Regions from separate parts of the Sus scrofa genome. Here all the other regions are linked to region 2. The links are chromatin contacts, called in public HiChIP or PLAC-seq maps. All regions are on one chromosome and are shown on one strand. Each heading gives the region's core, a stretch centred on a gene start, on an enhancer-like site or on the middle of the called end of the contact. The rest is flanking DNA. Distances are from core to core; before and after follow the strand shown. Region 1 overlaps CRYBG1 (absent in melanoma 1 protein). Region 2 has its middle 22 kb from the start of PREP. Region 3 overlaps ATG5 (autophagy protein 5). Region 4 overlaps ATG5 (autophagy protein 5). Region 5 holds the start of PRDM1 (PR domain zinc finger protein 1).

Region 1 (2,700 bases), core at 78-2,577, 900 kb before region 2:
ATTCTAGTTTTAGACTAGCGTGTTTAAACACGTTTAGTGAGACACGCAGAAATACAAATGCTCTTGTTTCCAGCCAACGTAGTCTCCAATGAAGGTCTCCTGATCAATAATTGAATCTATTCCAGACAAAATTGTTTGAGGGAGTCAATACTAAAAGAGAACGGTTTTAACCCCATCTTGGAGCAACTACGTTTTCTTGTTTTGCAGGTAATAACAACCCACTTAGTTCATGGGAATGAAGCAGTGGAGAAGCCAGCCAACTTTTGCAAGATAGTAGAGCCGAGAATGGCTGGCAAGACCTAGGGAGCCTCCCCTGCACAAGCTTGTAAAAGGCCAGTTCTTGGGTTTTGGACATGGCAGCATGATAAAGGAGCCCCTTTGTTTCAACATAATTGTCAACAGTTTGGTTGGACTGTCTTATCTTTTTCAAACAGCTGATGAGAAAACAATCAAGCTGTGCTTTCCTAGGATATTTATGAAATCTGTCAGTATTATCAAAACATTTAAATGACAAATCATAAATAAAATATTATATGTTATAGCACCATCTTTATGTCAAGCCCTATAAAGGGAATTCTTGAATGGGTACAGTATAGAAACCATAATTATAAATGCCATTTTGTTATAAAACATGGCTTGTGAAAACTTTAAACATTTTTTTAAAAAAACATGGCGTGTGTGTGTATGTGCTGTTTGAGTTTTGGGTTTGTTTTTTTTTTTCTGTTTCTTGGGCCGCTCCCGAGGCATATGGAGGTTCCCAGGCTAGGGGTCAAATCGGAGCTGTAGCCTCTGGCCTATGCCAGAGCCACAGCAACGTGGGATCCGAGCCGCATCTGCAACCTACACCACAGCTCACGACAACGCCGGATCGTTAACCCACTGAGCAAGGGCAGGGACCGAACCCGCAACCTCGTGGTTCCTAGTCGGAGTCGTTAACCACTGCGCCAAGACGGGAACTCCGAGTTTTGGGTTTTTGAGGGTTTTTTTTTTTTTCCTTTTTTAGGTAGTAGGTAAACTACTAATTATAGCACAAACTCTGAAAGTATTCAATGTCCAGACTGAAGTGTATATATCAGCTGAATAACTAACAACTCAATCTGGGGATCAGAGAGTCTCATAGTTGTTGGTTTATGAATCTAGGCATAGTCATGAGGAAGGTAGATGAGTCAGCTGGGCTCCTGTTTTGGAGGTGGAGGCCAGGAATGGAGAGGAACAGTCTATAGCTTAAGAGAACCAAAAACAAACAAACCAAAAACCACTGGCTGAGCAGAAATCAAAAATAGCTTTTTTGTCTCACTTCCTCTATCTGCATTGCATTCTTTGAACTTCAGTTTCCTCATCTGAAAAATGAGAGTCTAGGCTTACTGCAGAGAGCCACTGGGAGCCTCAAGTGGGATAAACTATCTGCAATAGTTTATAATCTTTGAAGTGTACGGACGACATAAGGTGAAACTTGTATTCATTGGCAGACAACGCTCTATGATAAATCAGGAAATTAAACTAAAGGAGTCCAGAAGCAGGACTTCTAGTGACTAAAGCTAAAGTTACTCCTAGAATTGAGAAATTCTGGAGAGTTCCCGTTGTGGTACAGAGGAAATGAATCCGACTGGGAACCATGAGGTTGTGGGTTTGATCCTTGGCCTCGCTCAGTGGGTTAAGGATCTGGCGTGTCAGTGAGCTGTGGTGTAGGTGGCAGACATGGCTTGGATCTCAAGTTGCTGTGGCTATGGCATAGGCCAGTGGCTGCAGCTCTGATTCCACCCCTAGCCTGGGGACCTCAATATGCTCCAGGTGCGGGCCTAAAAAGCAAGCAAGCAAGCAAGAAAAGGAGAAAAAAAAGAAAATCTGACAACACACTTACCCTGAGCAGCAACTGTGAGCTTTGAGGGCCACCTAGCCAGCAACTTACCTCTGACCTTGCATGCTACTGCCTATGCCAAGACTGTGGGGGTGGGAGGAGGGTGTAACAACTACGCCCACTTTTAGGTTATGCTGCTTCCTGACAAAGCGTGGGCAGAAGCCCAGGTCTCAAGACTTAGACGCAATACTTTTGTATATGACATAAAGCTTGGAATGTCTGCTTTAAAATTGTTGTTTTTTTCTAAGATTTGGAACTCCAGCCCCAACCCTTATGAGCTCTGTGACACTAGTAAAACTATATTCTGCTCTATGCCTCATTCTTCCCCCAAATAGGAATAATAACAGTTCCTACCTCTCCGGGATGTTATGAATTAACTGTAGTGAGTTAATATTTGTCAAGTGCTTAGAAAAGTGTCTGATACACACAGCGTTGGTTAAATAAACTGCATCTTTCAACAAAATCTTTATGGAAAACAGCGTATTCACAGACATAGTCTAAAGTTGTTATTATAAGTCAAATGCTTCCTCTACTTTGTCTTATTCACAACACATGCTATTTTGCCTCTTGATCCCAATTACAAGATAATCCAAAGAACTGGAGTTCCTGTCGTGGCTCAGGGGAAATGAATCTGACTAGCATCCATGAGGATGCAGGTTTGATCCCTGGCCTTGCTCAGTGGGTTAAGGATCCAGTGTTGCTGTGGCCGTGGCATAGGCCGGCGGCTACAGCTCCAATTCAACCCCTAGCCTGAGAACCTCCATATGCCACATGTGCAGCCCTAAAAAGAAAAAGAAAAAAAAAAAAATTCCAAAGAACTATCAGAAACTTACGCCACTGTT
Region 2 (2,700 bases), core at 190-2,689:
GGTCAATGATTACTTCAACATTACTTGTGGCCTATCCTGACTGATCCCTGGGCCTGGCCACATCTGGGATACAAATGTAAAATATAAAGAAGCAACATGAGTCAAGCAGAGATGACTGAAAGAGGCCTTCTTGAAAGAGATGTTTTAGGAGAGGTTTAAAAAAAAAATCTAACAGGCTCAGAGATGAGCATTACTAATGAAAGCACGATTATGTTCACTTGGCTAGCTTAGCTTGAAATACGGCTACGAATCAGGTGATCAGTAATAACTATGTCAGAGTTCCTGCTGTGACTCAGCAGGTTAAGAATCTGACATGAAGGTGTGGGTTCAATCCCTGGCCTTGCTCAGTGGGTTAAGGATCTGGTGCTGCTGTGGCTGGGGTATAGGCTGGCGGCTGCAGCTCAGATTTGACCCTTAGGCTGGGAACTTTCATATATCGCAGGTGTGGCCCTAAAAAGAAAATAGTAATAGTAATAATAATAATAGTAATAATAGTAGTAATAATAATAACTATGCGATGTTTTTAGACAATATCAAATACTAATCTCTCATACACTATAATACCTAGATTGGCTTTAAGGAAAATCAGTTCTTTGCTTGCATGCCTTTGAGGCTTGTGTATGAAATGAAGAAAGAAATAAAAAGCCTAACACAGAAACATCCTTTCTCTAAGCTCTTCTTTTAATTCATCACATCAGCAGAGGGCTCCATGAATAGGAGCACAGATACATGATTTTGAAATATCTGAATTTGGACAAAAAGAAGGCAACCCCAAGGGACATAAACCGAGAACAAGCAATTCATCATGAACAAAATCTCTATCCCTGCTTATCTCTGCTGACGGTCCATTTTCAGCTCTCAGCAAGGAAAAGGATCTGCAAATGTCTGTTTTACCATTTTGGTCCACACCTTCCCAGGGTCATGAAAAATGACCCAGAAGACATTGCTGAGTGAAAGGACACCTTACCAGGGTGACACAAGTGAAAGAAAGAAATAAGCAAACAATGAGGCCTTTGACAAAGAGCCTGAGGATTGATTTCCTCATAGCGAATAGGACTAATCAGTGGTTATGAAAGCAGAAGGTCCAACTGCCATTAAAACAACACTCCCGCCTTGCTCTGCAGCCCTCAGAAGCCACGAAGAGAAGAGTTCATGCTCTCTCCAGTCAGACAGGTCAGACGGACTCCTCTGCCCTTCCTGAGCACGAGGGGAAGAAAGCCTCCACACAAAGGAAATGTTTTTATTGGCCCTCGGTTCAGAGCATGTTGATATCCCTGTTTTTAACGACTCACTGGTCAGTCTGGGTGTGGTGGCTCGTTTTGAAAGCTGAGTCTTAAGGAAGTAGGTCAAGTGAGCCACTGTCGTGCTCTCCTGAGCGTGACTGCTTCCTCACCCTGTCCGCGTGTGTCGCGGTGGAACTGGTGTCTTGCTGGTCCAGAGTGCCACCTACTGATTCACCAGCCAGCATTTCTGCTTACCCCCAACTGACCAGCAGGGCTGGATGCTCTCCTTAAGATGGACCAAGCTGGACAAGCAAACAGCCTGTCATGCTCAGAGTCAGAGCAGCTTGGTCAAAGTATGGGATGTAGTTGAGGAAAGACCAGGGATTAGGACTGAGATAAATTAAAGGGGGCTATATATGTCTGCAAGAGGGAATTTTGAAATGAAAGAAGACAAGGGCTGTGAGATTCTCAGAGGCAAGCAGACAAAGGGCTTTCAGGGAAAATGTAAGCAGCAGTCCATGTGCCCTTCCCCCATCACTGTAGCAGAGACTGCCAGCTCTCCCCCCAAGTCCTCTTCTCCCCAGCATACAGAGAGGCTCCATTTTCCTGGTTCCTTGCTGTTGGTGTAGCCATGTGTCTGGGCTCTGACTGGTGGAATGTGAGAGGAAGCTCTGGGTGCTACTTCCAGGCCTGGCCCATAAAAGCCGTCTGCTCATGGTCCCCATTTCCCCTGCTGGCTGCCTGTGGCGGTGTCACTGGAAGCCGTGTGTTAAAGACAGCATCACTGCATTGGCCTGGATTTCTGTAAGGAGTAGAGCCCACTTTCCCCTTTTCCCATCTCCAGCTGCTGACTGGAAACCACATGGCCCCATGAAAAAAGAAAGGACTTCATGTTCTCTAAGCCATTGAATTTTTAGGACTTCTTTGTTGCTGTAGCAAGGCCTGCCCTGGCTCTTATTTTTTATCACGTCCATGACATGACCTGACTCACATACTGTTATGAACTACCAATCCAGTGCACAATTCTCTTCATCCTCAATCAGCAATGAATATAGAGACCCGCTTGGTTTGACAAGGTTTCTTCTTTAGCTTCATCTCTCCTCACTCCCCACATTGTCCCACGTGTTCCAGCTCTACTGAACTCTCATGCTCCCTCACACGCCTTTCTGTCCCTCAGCTCTCAGAGTTTCCATAGGATGCTCCCTAAATGCTCCTCCCTTGCCCTTCCCATCACAACTCCTCCTTTCTGATCTGAAACTTATTAATTCCTACTCAATCTCCAGATGGCAGCTGGGCCATTACTACCTTGGGGGCCCCTTCCCTCCTCCCCCAAGACCGAGTTGGGGGACCTCTGTGCTCCCACAGCACCATGACCTGTAGGCCCTATGGTATTAGTCTTCCTTCCAGAATTTAGGCTTCATTAAAACATGAATTGTGTCACATTCATGACTGAATCCCCGGATCCTAGCATGGTGCC
Region 3 (2,700 bases), core at 162-2,661, 770 kb before region 2:
AAAGACTGTTTACTGTAAAGGTCTAAAAGCATTCATTTGAAAATGGTCTGTTCTTTTTACTTAATGAGGTATTGTAATTGTGTATATTCTTAAGCTAATTTTAACATGAGGCTTCTTTTGAAAAGCATGTGATGCAAAATTTGACATGCATGAATATATCTTAGGCCAAATATGCATGTGACAATTTGAAGCACATATCATGTGTCATTGTTGGTAAGGTCTGGCAGCATATCCTGTGTAAACCCCTATTTTCTTTTTCTTTGTGCCACATATTTATTCTAATTAAGAAAACTTCAAAGAGAACTGATGGTTGAAGACCAATTATTTTTTATTCTCTACATTCTTGGCTCTATAAAGACTAAATAGTGTTACCTTTCTTTGGCTTCACATTTAACCGTGTTTTTAAAGGGAGGAATGAAAAGAACTAATCCTTGTTAAGCACCTGTTGTATTAGGTGTTCTATGTATTTCATTTTATTTAACTGTTACAGCAGTGATTCAAAAGTATATATTATTTCCATTTTTTAGATTTAGATACAGACTCCCGAAGATTGATATAATTTGCCATGGGAACATAATCAGTTGTGTTGGGAGTTGCAATTCCAACTAAGCCTTGGCTAATTCCACTGCATTTGATATTCCAAGCTTTATATGCTAAATTCATAGCTCATTTTTCTCCCTTTATTCACCAATCTCAAAGGTACTGTTTTATTCCATCTGCCTCTGAATACTTTAGTGGGCAGGGGCATATATGAAAGGGAAGAATTGGTGCTGTACTCTGCCTGAAATGGCCTTATCTCTTTCTGTATTCAAAAATATATTTATATATATATATAATGTATTTCAAGTTTGAAGCTTGACCTATATTCTCTTCTTTGTTTTCATCTTTGAAAATTCTGTTCAATTTTATTTTAATACATTGTACCTATTGGTATAATTTCCACACTTATAAAATGAAATTATGTAACCAGTTATAGGGTTTGTTTACTTGTTTACTCTAGCTGCCAGAAAATCCAGAGTTATAGTTTGTGCTTGGGAGTTTAAATTTTTTCACAGTGCTTTGTGCGTATTTCTGTTACTACTTAACAGGGTCTTAAAATTATTTGTTTATGCATCCATTGTTCATTTTTGTATCCATCGGCACAGGTAATACCTTGGTAAGTGCTCAATAAATGTTTAATGAATGAAGATTTCTGATAAATTTGCCCCTGCCCACTGGTTGCTAGAGATCCTAGACCTGGGTACAGCTATTGGGATAATTCTTTTTTGTTTGGTTTTGTTATGGCTGGACTCTTGACTGTCAGGATCTGGATTGTTTGGTGGCGGGGGTGGCACGCCAGCATAAGGACTGTGTCTAGTTGCCAAGACCATAGGAATTTACCCAAAGCACATGAAATCAGCCTAACTCTCAAAATAGGAAGAAGGAAGTGAATCTAAGAAGTGAGGCCAGAAATGAGAGCTGCCAGTGGGGCGAAGTGGAATCAGGAAGAGAAGATGTGATCAGAAACTGGGAACAGGCTAGGAAGCAGAATTTGAAAGGATTGGGGTGAGTGGTTCTGGAAGGAGGCTGAGCGCACTCTTAGAGGGCAGGTTTTACTAGATTAAAGAAGCTACTCAGGACTGATCAGAGAGCTTTGTGAAGGCAGAAACTGCTCATTTTTTTTGCTGAATACCTTCAGCAACTGCCTAATACAATAAAAGAGATGAATTAAAGTAAGAATAAACAAATGAATTAATGAAACAAATCTATTTGCAGATCACACAGTTTATCCATATCCCTCATATCCACTCTCTTCATTTTCTTTGGCACAATTCAAGCTCATATCCTCATTATTTCTCATGCAAACAAACAGTTCTCTAATCTCTTCCAATTTTTATTTATATTATAGATTGCAGCAAGATTAGTCTTCCCACCCCTCATTCAGTTTACATAAATCAGAAGCAAAAATAGTTCACCCATTTCTTCCACACTCTACTCCCAAAGTCTGGCAACCAGCAGATGCTCTGTATCAGTGAGCTTGGTTTGCTTGATTTGTTGGTTGGTTGGGTTTTGTTTTGTTTTGTTTTTCAGATTCCACATATAAGAGATGGGATAATTCTATCCAAGAAAAAGATGTGTTAATAGTTTTTGTTGTTACTATATACATGCTTTTGTTATAAGCAACCTCAAATCTTTTTCTTTTAACATAGGCGGGAAATAAATGTAATATTCTTCGTTGCAATTTATTTATCTTTAAATCCTTGTAATGCCTGTCAGCTGAAATATCACTGGCCACGTGATACTCGAAAGTGAAATATTACATTGTGGTTTTTTACTAATGACGTTAAGAAAAGTTTTATTGGTGTTCATCATTGTTACCATTTGGTTATAATGAAGCCTTTACTACTTACTAGTAAAGCTTTTAAAATATATAAATTTAGTTATTTTTAAGTTGAATCAAGTGAAAGTACACTGATTTTGAGGGCCACAGTAATTGTTAGTGGGATTTTTAATATTGGAAATAGCTTTACAGTTATTTGTGTTTTATTAGACTTGTGTATTATAAAATCTAGTTTTTCTGATGCCTTCAGTTCAATTTATGTTAGCTATGAATAATGACAAATAAAAATGAGAGCTTTTTTATTTCTTGATTTTTTTTTATAATTTATCCCTTTTTCAGATTTAATTCTCCCAAAACACATCATACTACCTATATAGCTA
Region 4 (2,700 bases), core at 130-2,629, 850 kb before region 2:
AGTGAGAGGAAGAGAAGAATGGGGAAGTTCCTGTTAAATAGGTACAGAATTTGAGTTCAGGATGATGAAAAGCACTGCAGATTGATAGTAGTGATGGTTGCACAATAACAAGGTGAATGTATTTAATGCCACTGAACTATACGTTTAAAATGGTTAACATGATAAATTTTATGCTAGGTATATTTTACCACAGTTTAAAAAAATGAACTTGAAATAAACCAATGAGATAAACCTAGGAAAAACCTTGTGTGGTACAGTCTGGATGTTGAAGGCAGGGCAGTGTTTTTTGCTCTTGTTTCCTTTTCATTTTTACCTAGTTGAATATCTACTAGATAAATTGTATCTATACCTACTCTCCTATATTTTTTCTTTAATCTTAGAGTTACTTCTTAATGCTACTGTAGATATTTATATTAGTTACAGATTACTCCGGCAGGCCAATTTGGAACAGAAGATTCCAACTGCATCTCAGTGTAGATTCTACCTTAAATATGGGCATTCTTTCAAATTTATCACTTTGGGCTGCTCTTGCCTTCTGAGATGGACTACTTCTGTCTGTGGAATGTGTATTTCTGTAAATAAACATTCTTTCACTTAAATAAAATAAAATAATCACATTTGACTTCTTGTCCCACTTGACCTTTGGCATCTCTGATTCATTAGGTGAATGTTTATTGTATGCCTACTATAAAGCAGGCAATATTTTGTGTATTGGAAGTGTAGCAGTGAACAAAACAGATGAAAATCCCTGTCTTAATGGAGCTCACCTTCTCCTGTTCCTCATTTCTTATTGTAAAAAGTAATTTTTGTCTCATGAAAGTCATTTGTGAATTTTTCAGCAACTTTGGTTGAACCTAGTGCATGAAGTGCGACCTTCTCGTAAATCAGGAGCTGATATCCATACTCATTAGTCCTGATACATCTTCCTTCTTATGATCTCCATGGGTTGATATCATTCTCTACAGAATAGGTTACTGTGTAATGTCCAACAGACATTTTAAAGTAAAGCCCTAAACTTACTAACATGGAACTATTGGACTAGTAGGTTGTACTGTTTTTTTTTTTTTTTTAAATGACTACTTTACCATGCTGTTTTAATTTCTTGTAGAGACTGTCCATGTTACATCTGTATTTGATTCTGTCATTTTAATTAATTCCTTTTTGACATTTATTTAATAGAATATGAGTTTGGCAAGTTATTTAAGCTGTATGTAAAATGCAGGTGATAATAAGATTTCCTATAAAACAACTAGTGTTTTCTCTTATGGATAGTAAGTATTAGTTTCCTTTTTCATTTCTTTCCTAATCACATTCTACTTGTTTCATTATGAAAGAGGAATTTACGTTCTGTTGAATCCACAATGCTATATAGCAGCTTGTTCCTAGTATTACTACCTTTTTTTTAATCTCTAGTGCAGCATGCCAGCTCCCTCCCACTCCCCTGTATCCTGGATCCCCTAGGACCACTGTCATATCCTCTTAGCTAGTTGGGGCCTGAGAAGGATTTTTGGTGATTAAATATCAGTCCCTTTAACCAGAGTATTTTTCTTGGTATATTTTCCCCCATCCAGAATGTAATTCTACTTGATTTAGTGATCAAAAGACGTGGAGTTCCCGTCGTGGCGCAGTGGTTAACGAATCCGACTAGGAACCATGAGGCTGCGGGTTCGATCCCTGCCCTTGCTCAGTGGATTAATGATCTGGCGTTGCCGTGAGCTGTGGTGTAGGTCGCAGACGCGGCTCGGATCCCGAGTTGCTGTGGCTCTGGCATAGGCTGGCAGCTACAGCTCCGATTAGACCCCTAGCCTGGGAAACTCCATATGCCGCGGGAGCGGCCCAAGAAATGGCAAAAAAAAAGACGTAACCTGGAATAAGCAGTATGAAAAATGATGCAGGGTTAGGCTCACAAAAGTAGCTAAAAGAGAGTAACAATTTTACCAGCAAGCAGAAGTTTAGGAAAGCAAGAAGTGGCTAGAGCGTCTGCTGCAAAGAAAGAAAATAAATTAATTTTTGCCAGTTTGCTCCTTTTATCTCCTTGTAAGTTCTTAACCAGTTTTCCAAAATGCTGTCTTATGTTTTCTTTCTGGGTGCCTTTCCTGGGGGAGAACACTGATGGTCTTCATACCATTCTAGTTGAGGCTTTACCAACCTCAATGTTCCTTTCCAGACTTTTCCCTCTCCAAAATCCAGAAAGGTCCAGCCTCTCTAAGGGCAGGATTGAGGCAGTTGATGGACAGTAACAGGACCACCAGCCCACCAGCATTATACCCCAAGCTTGTGCTTTACCGCATTTAAAGATTTAAATGTGTAGCTCAGAACTCCGCCATCTAACTTATCTCTCTCCTTTAGTTTTCTTCAACATTAGTAATCACCATTATCTGTTCTAATTGATTTCCAGACCTCCTCTGCTTTTTTCCTTCATTCCAGTCTCATAGTATTTCCTTAACAGATTTCCTTGTTTGGAATCTTTTATCTCCTTGCAGTCTTTTATATACAACAGCTAGAATATTCCTCAAGTACTGTTCCTCTCATCATACCATCGTTTTATTCATGGTATCATAGTGGCTCCTATTGTTTTTCAAATGAAAATTTCTGTTTGATCTTTAAAGGCCTTTCTTTTGGCACCATGAAGTGTTTTTATAAGTACTTTTTATGAGGGTTTTTTTTTTTTTTTTGAACCTCCACTTTATTTTAGCTTCA
Region 5 (2,700 bases), core at 110-2,609, 650 kb before region 2:
GCTTGAGTCTAAAATCATTCCACAATCTCTGTAGTACTGAACAATTAAATTCCCACTAGGGGACATAAGTAACCCACACTCCCAGCTCACTGCCTGATGACCTGCGATTGCAATGTTATGCCAGAGGGGACGCTAGCACCCAGAGGAAACACGACTTTTAGGCGGCACACGTGCTGGGGGTATAAAACTGAATGAACAATTCCTTACAAGAGTTCTCAGAAAGCGCCAAGATGATAATTAAACAAGAGAAATCCAGCCTTCTCCAGAGGGTTTATTAACTGATGCTGAGTCAGCGCCCGCATGGACAAAAAAACAATGTAGTCATACTGAAGGCCGGCCTGCTGTTCAAACAGTCTCGCCTGCAGATGTTAAAGAGTATCTCACTTCCCTTTTAGAACCAAACTCTTGTCTTAGGCCATATACACCCCTGCAAGTGCTGGTGAGTCAACCGTGGTGGGGTAAAGGAATGGGCAAAAAGTTGCAAGGTTGAGGTGGGAAGAGGCTCCTTTAAGCCAAATATTTACTCTAATGACTGGAAGATGCCAGTGAATCAACTCACTGTTAATTAATATCAGCCTGCACTCACCTTCAGAGGTGGTGAAATGAGCTTGAGTCTAGGGAGGACGCAAACTTCAAATACCAGCGTGGGGCTTAGCAGGCAACCCTAAAATTAGTTCCAGGTGCTCCAGCTGAGCTGGACAAGGCCACGAGTGGAACTTGAAGGAAAGTCAAATTTGAGACCCAGTGTTGGACTATAAAACCCTTCAAATAATCCAAAGAAGCACCAAACCAAACCATTTTTTTACTGTCATTGTAGCAGTCAAGGGATATAATTTAATGTGATATAATTTAAAATGAAAGCTGCAAAAAAGGAAGAGGGAATAAAGGAAGGAAGCAGGCCCCTGTCGTAAGAAAACGCATGTTCATATAGTCCTATCTAGGTATAGTCCAGCACAAAAGTGCTTGGGGGTGAGGAGGGGAGGCAGAGAGGAGAAGGGGTGGCCCACCAAATGTCACTCACCCCTTCTAGAAGGCCCGATGAGCACCGCATTTAGGATGCTGGCAAGCAGGCAGACGTCAGCACTGGTACAGCTGTGCAGAGAGAGCTAGCTATCTAAGGCTGCCCCTGCCTAGAGTCTTTACATCTCAAAGTGTTTGCTTCTAAGTAATGCCTTGGTGTGTTTTTAGTCACTATATTATTTCCCTCCCTGTTAGAGCACCAAAAAAAAAAAAAAAAAAAAAAAGCCAACCTCAGTTACCTTTATTAATCAGCATTTCTCAGGCAGAGTTCTCTCCTTAAGAGTGTTCACAATGGCAGCAAATCATGAATGATCCAAACAGCTCGCCTCTCAGAAACCCCCATCTATTCCCTTTGATGGTGTCATCACAGCAGCTCGACAAGCCTATGATATTCAGCCTCAGCTACTGGGCCCGGCCCAGTCCTCTCTCGGTGGGCTGGGCGTTGCATTTGTAGGCTGCCAGATGAGTGTGGGCGAAGACTATTGTAGAAGGAAGGGAAGTTGAGCACCAAATCTGGAGACCTGGCTCCCCTTGGGAAAAAAACAACAACTCTCTTTTTTTTTTTTTTCCTAAGGAAAGTAAAAAATGGGATGAAATGGGCCTAAGATGAAACGTGTTTTCATTTTCTAATTCAACTCCTGCTCTACCCAAACAAGGTCAATGACAGAGTAACCACATCAAGAGGACACCCCCCCCACCCTCCCTTCCCCACTCCCTACCCACCCACTCACCCTCACCCCCCACACCCACTTCCCACTTCCTGTAAGTCAGGCATCTTCATGCTGGTAAACATTTGGGGACCAACTGCAAGCCAGAGCTCCAAAAGCGGGGCACGGTGGCTTTGAAGCCCTCCCACATGTCTCAAAGCCAGGCTGAGCACCAGAGGGGTACTTGATTTTTACACTTTAACAGCCTTTTCAACTCAAATCATCAGGCTTGGCGTTCCGGCTGCCTTCCCTTTTTAAAGCCGGATGAGAAGGGCAGGGGTGTGTGTGAGTGAGAGAGAATGTATGTATGACACATGCTAGGTTACAATGCAGCGTGTGTGTCATTGGTATGATATGTGTATGATATGTTTCAACCATGGGTTGCATCAATTTAAAAATAGCACAGGCCTTCCTTCCCGTGACACAGCTCACCACCCCAACACACTGGACAAACATATTCAGGGCCTAACCCTTGGGATGGTAAGTAAGCCTAGGGGGCTGTGGATGTTTGGAAATGAGGTCAGTGTTTTGACTTCCTAAATAAGAGAAACAAAATTTAAGGGCAGTGAAGAACCAAAGCGGAGCTCCCTTCCCTCCCCTGGTAAGTGCCACCCAGAGAACTTTATAAAACTTTGTAAAACCCACACAAATGTCTGAGGTCTTGGGATTTACAGAACCACCTGTGTCTCATCCTACCTTCCTTTCAGATGGACAGTTGTGTCCTTATGGAATCATTTACGTATTTTTCTTTATTATTATTTTTAGGGCCACACCTACAGCATGTGGAAGTTCCCAGGCTAGGGGTCGAATCCAAGCTGCAGCTGCCAGCCTACGCCACAGACACAGCCACACAGGATCCGAGCCACGTCTGCGATCTACACCGCAGCTCACGGCAACGCCGGATCCCCAACCCACTGATCTGGGCTGGGGATGGAACCCAAAACTTCGTGGATATTAGTCAGGTTCTTAACCC

What was found. HiChIP or PLAC-seq counts read pairs in DNA pulled down with a chosen protein or histone mark.
Region 1: a contact with region 2 is called in an H3K27ac HiChIP or PLAC-seq map of alveolar macrophages. The contact joins two enhancer-like sites. A contact is called at or near these places in 1 of 5 promoter capture datasets (fetal skeletal muscle) and 1 of 2 datasets of contacts at active chromatin or transcription factors (alveolar macrophages).
Region 3: an H3K27ac HiChIP or PLAC-seq map of alveolar macrophages shows a contact between it and region 2. The contact joins two enhancer-like sites. A contact is called at or near these places in 11 of 47 Hi-C or Micro-C datasets (alveolar macrophages, blood, embryonic fibroblasts and 6 more) and 1 of 2 datasets of contacts at active chromatin or transcription factors (alveolar macrophages).
Region 4: a contact with region 2 is called in an H3K27ac HiChIP or PLAC-seq map of alveolar macrophages. The contact joins two enhancer-like sites. A contact is called at or near these places in 9 of 47 Hi-C or Micro-C datasets (alveolar macrophages, embryonic fibroblasts, fetal heart ventricle and 5 more) and 1 of 2 datasets of contacts at active chromatin or transcription factors (alveolar macrophages).
Region 5: an H3K27ac HiChIP or PLAC-seq map of alveolar macrophages shows a contact between it and region 2. The contact joins the promoter of PRDM1 here to the enhancer-like site in region 2. A contact is called at or near these places in 1 of 5 promoter capture datasets (liver), 3 of 47 Hi-C or Micro-C datasets (alveolar macrophages, embryonic fibroblasts and heart right ventricle) and 2 of 2 datasets of contacts at active chromatin or transcription factors (alveolar macrophages and skeletal muscle).

Annotation. Positions count from the first base shown.
Region 1 is chr1:72,560,193-72,562,892 of Sscrofa11.1, reverse strand. The region is part of intron 1 of CRYBG1 (absent in melanoma 1 protein); the gene reads right to left. Among named protein-coding and RNA genes, the nearest start is that of CRYBG1, 8.7 kb to the right of the region's middle. Within about 2 kb of position 1,327, at least 5 of the 83 cell types and tissues checked have an H3K27ac peak or open chromatin away from gene starts, as enhancers often do. A contact at or near this core is called in alveolar macrophages, where this site is marked.
Region 2 is chr1:71,656,915-71,659,614 of Sscrofa11.1, reverse strand. It overlaps a transcript of PREP not described here. Among named protein-coding and RNA genes, the nearest start is that of PREP, 22 kb to the right of the region's middle. Within about 2 kb of position 1,439, at least 15 of the 83 cell types and tissues checked have an H3K27ac peak or open chromatin away from gene starts, as enhancers often do. A contact at or near this core is called in alveolar macrophages, where this site is marked.
Region 3 is chr1:72,429,477-72,432,176 of Sscrofa11.1, reverse strand. The region is part of intron 6 of ATG5 (autophagy protein 5); the gene reads left to right. Among named protein-coding and RNA genes, the nearest start is that of ATG5, 90 kb to the left of the region's middle. Within about 2 kb of position 1,411, at least 7 of the 83 cell types and tissues checked have an H3K27ac peak or open chromatin away from gene starts, as enhancers often do. A contact at or near this core is called in alveolar macrophages, where this site is marked.
Region 4 is chr1:72,507,925-72,510,624 of Sscrofa11.1, reverse strand. The region is part of intron 2 of ATG5 (autophagy protein 5); the gene reads left to right. Among named protein-coding and RNA genes, the nearest start is that of ATG5, 11 kb to the left of the region's middle. Within about 2 kb of position 1,379, at least 1 of the 83 cell types and tissues checked has an H3K27ac peak or open chromatin away from gene starts, as enhancers often do. A contact at or near this core is called in alveolar macrophages, where this site is marked.
Region 5 is chr1:72,307,755-72,310,454 of Sscrofa11.1, reverse strand. It overlaps PRDM1 (PR domain zinc finger protein 1), which reads right to left and starts at 1,359. Exons shown (of 7, transcript XM_005659341.3): 1 at 1,260-1,359.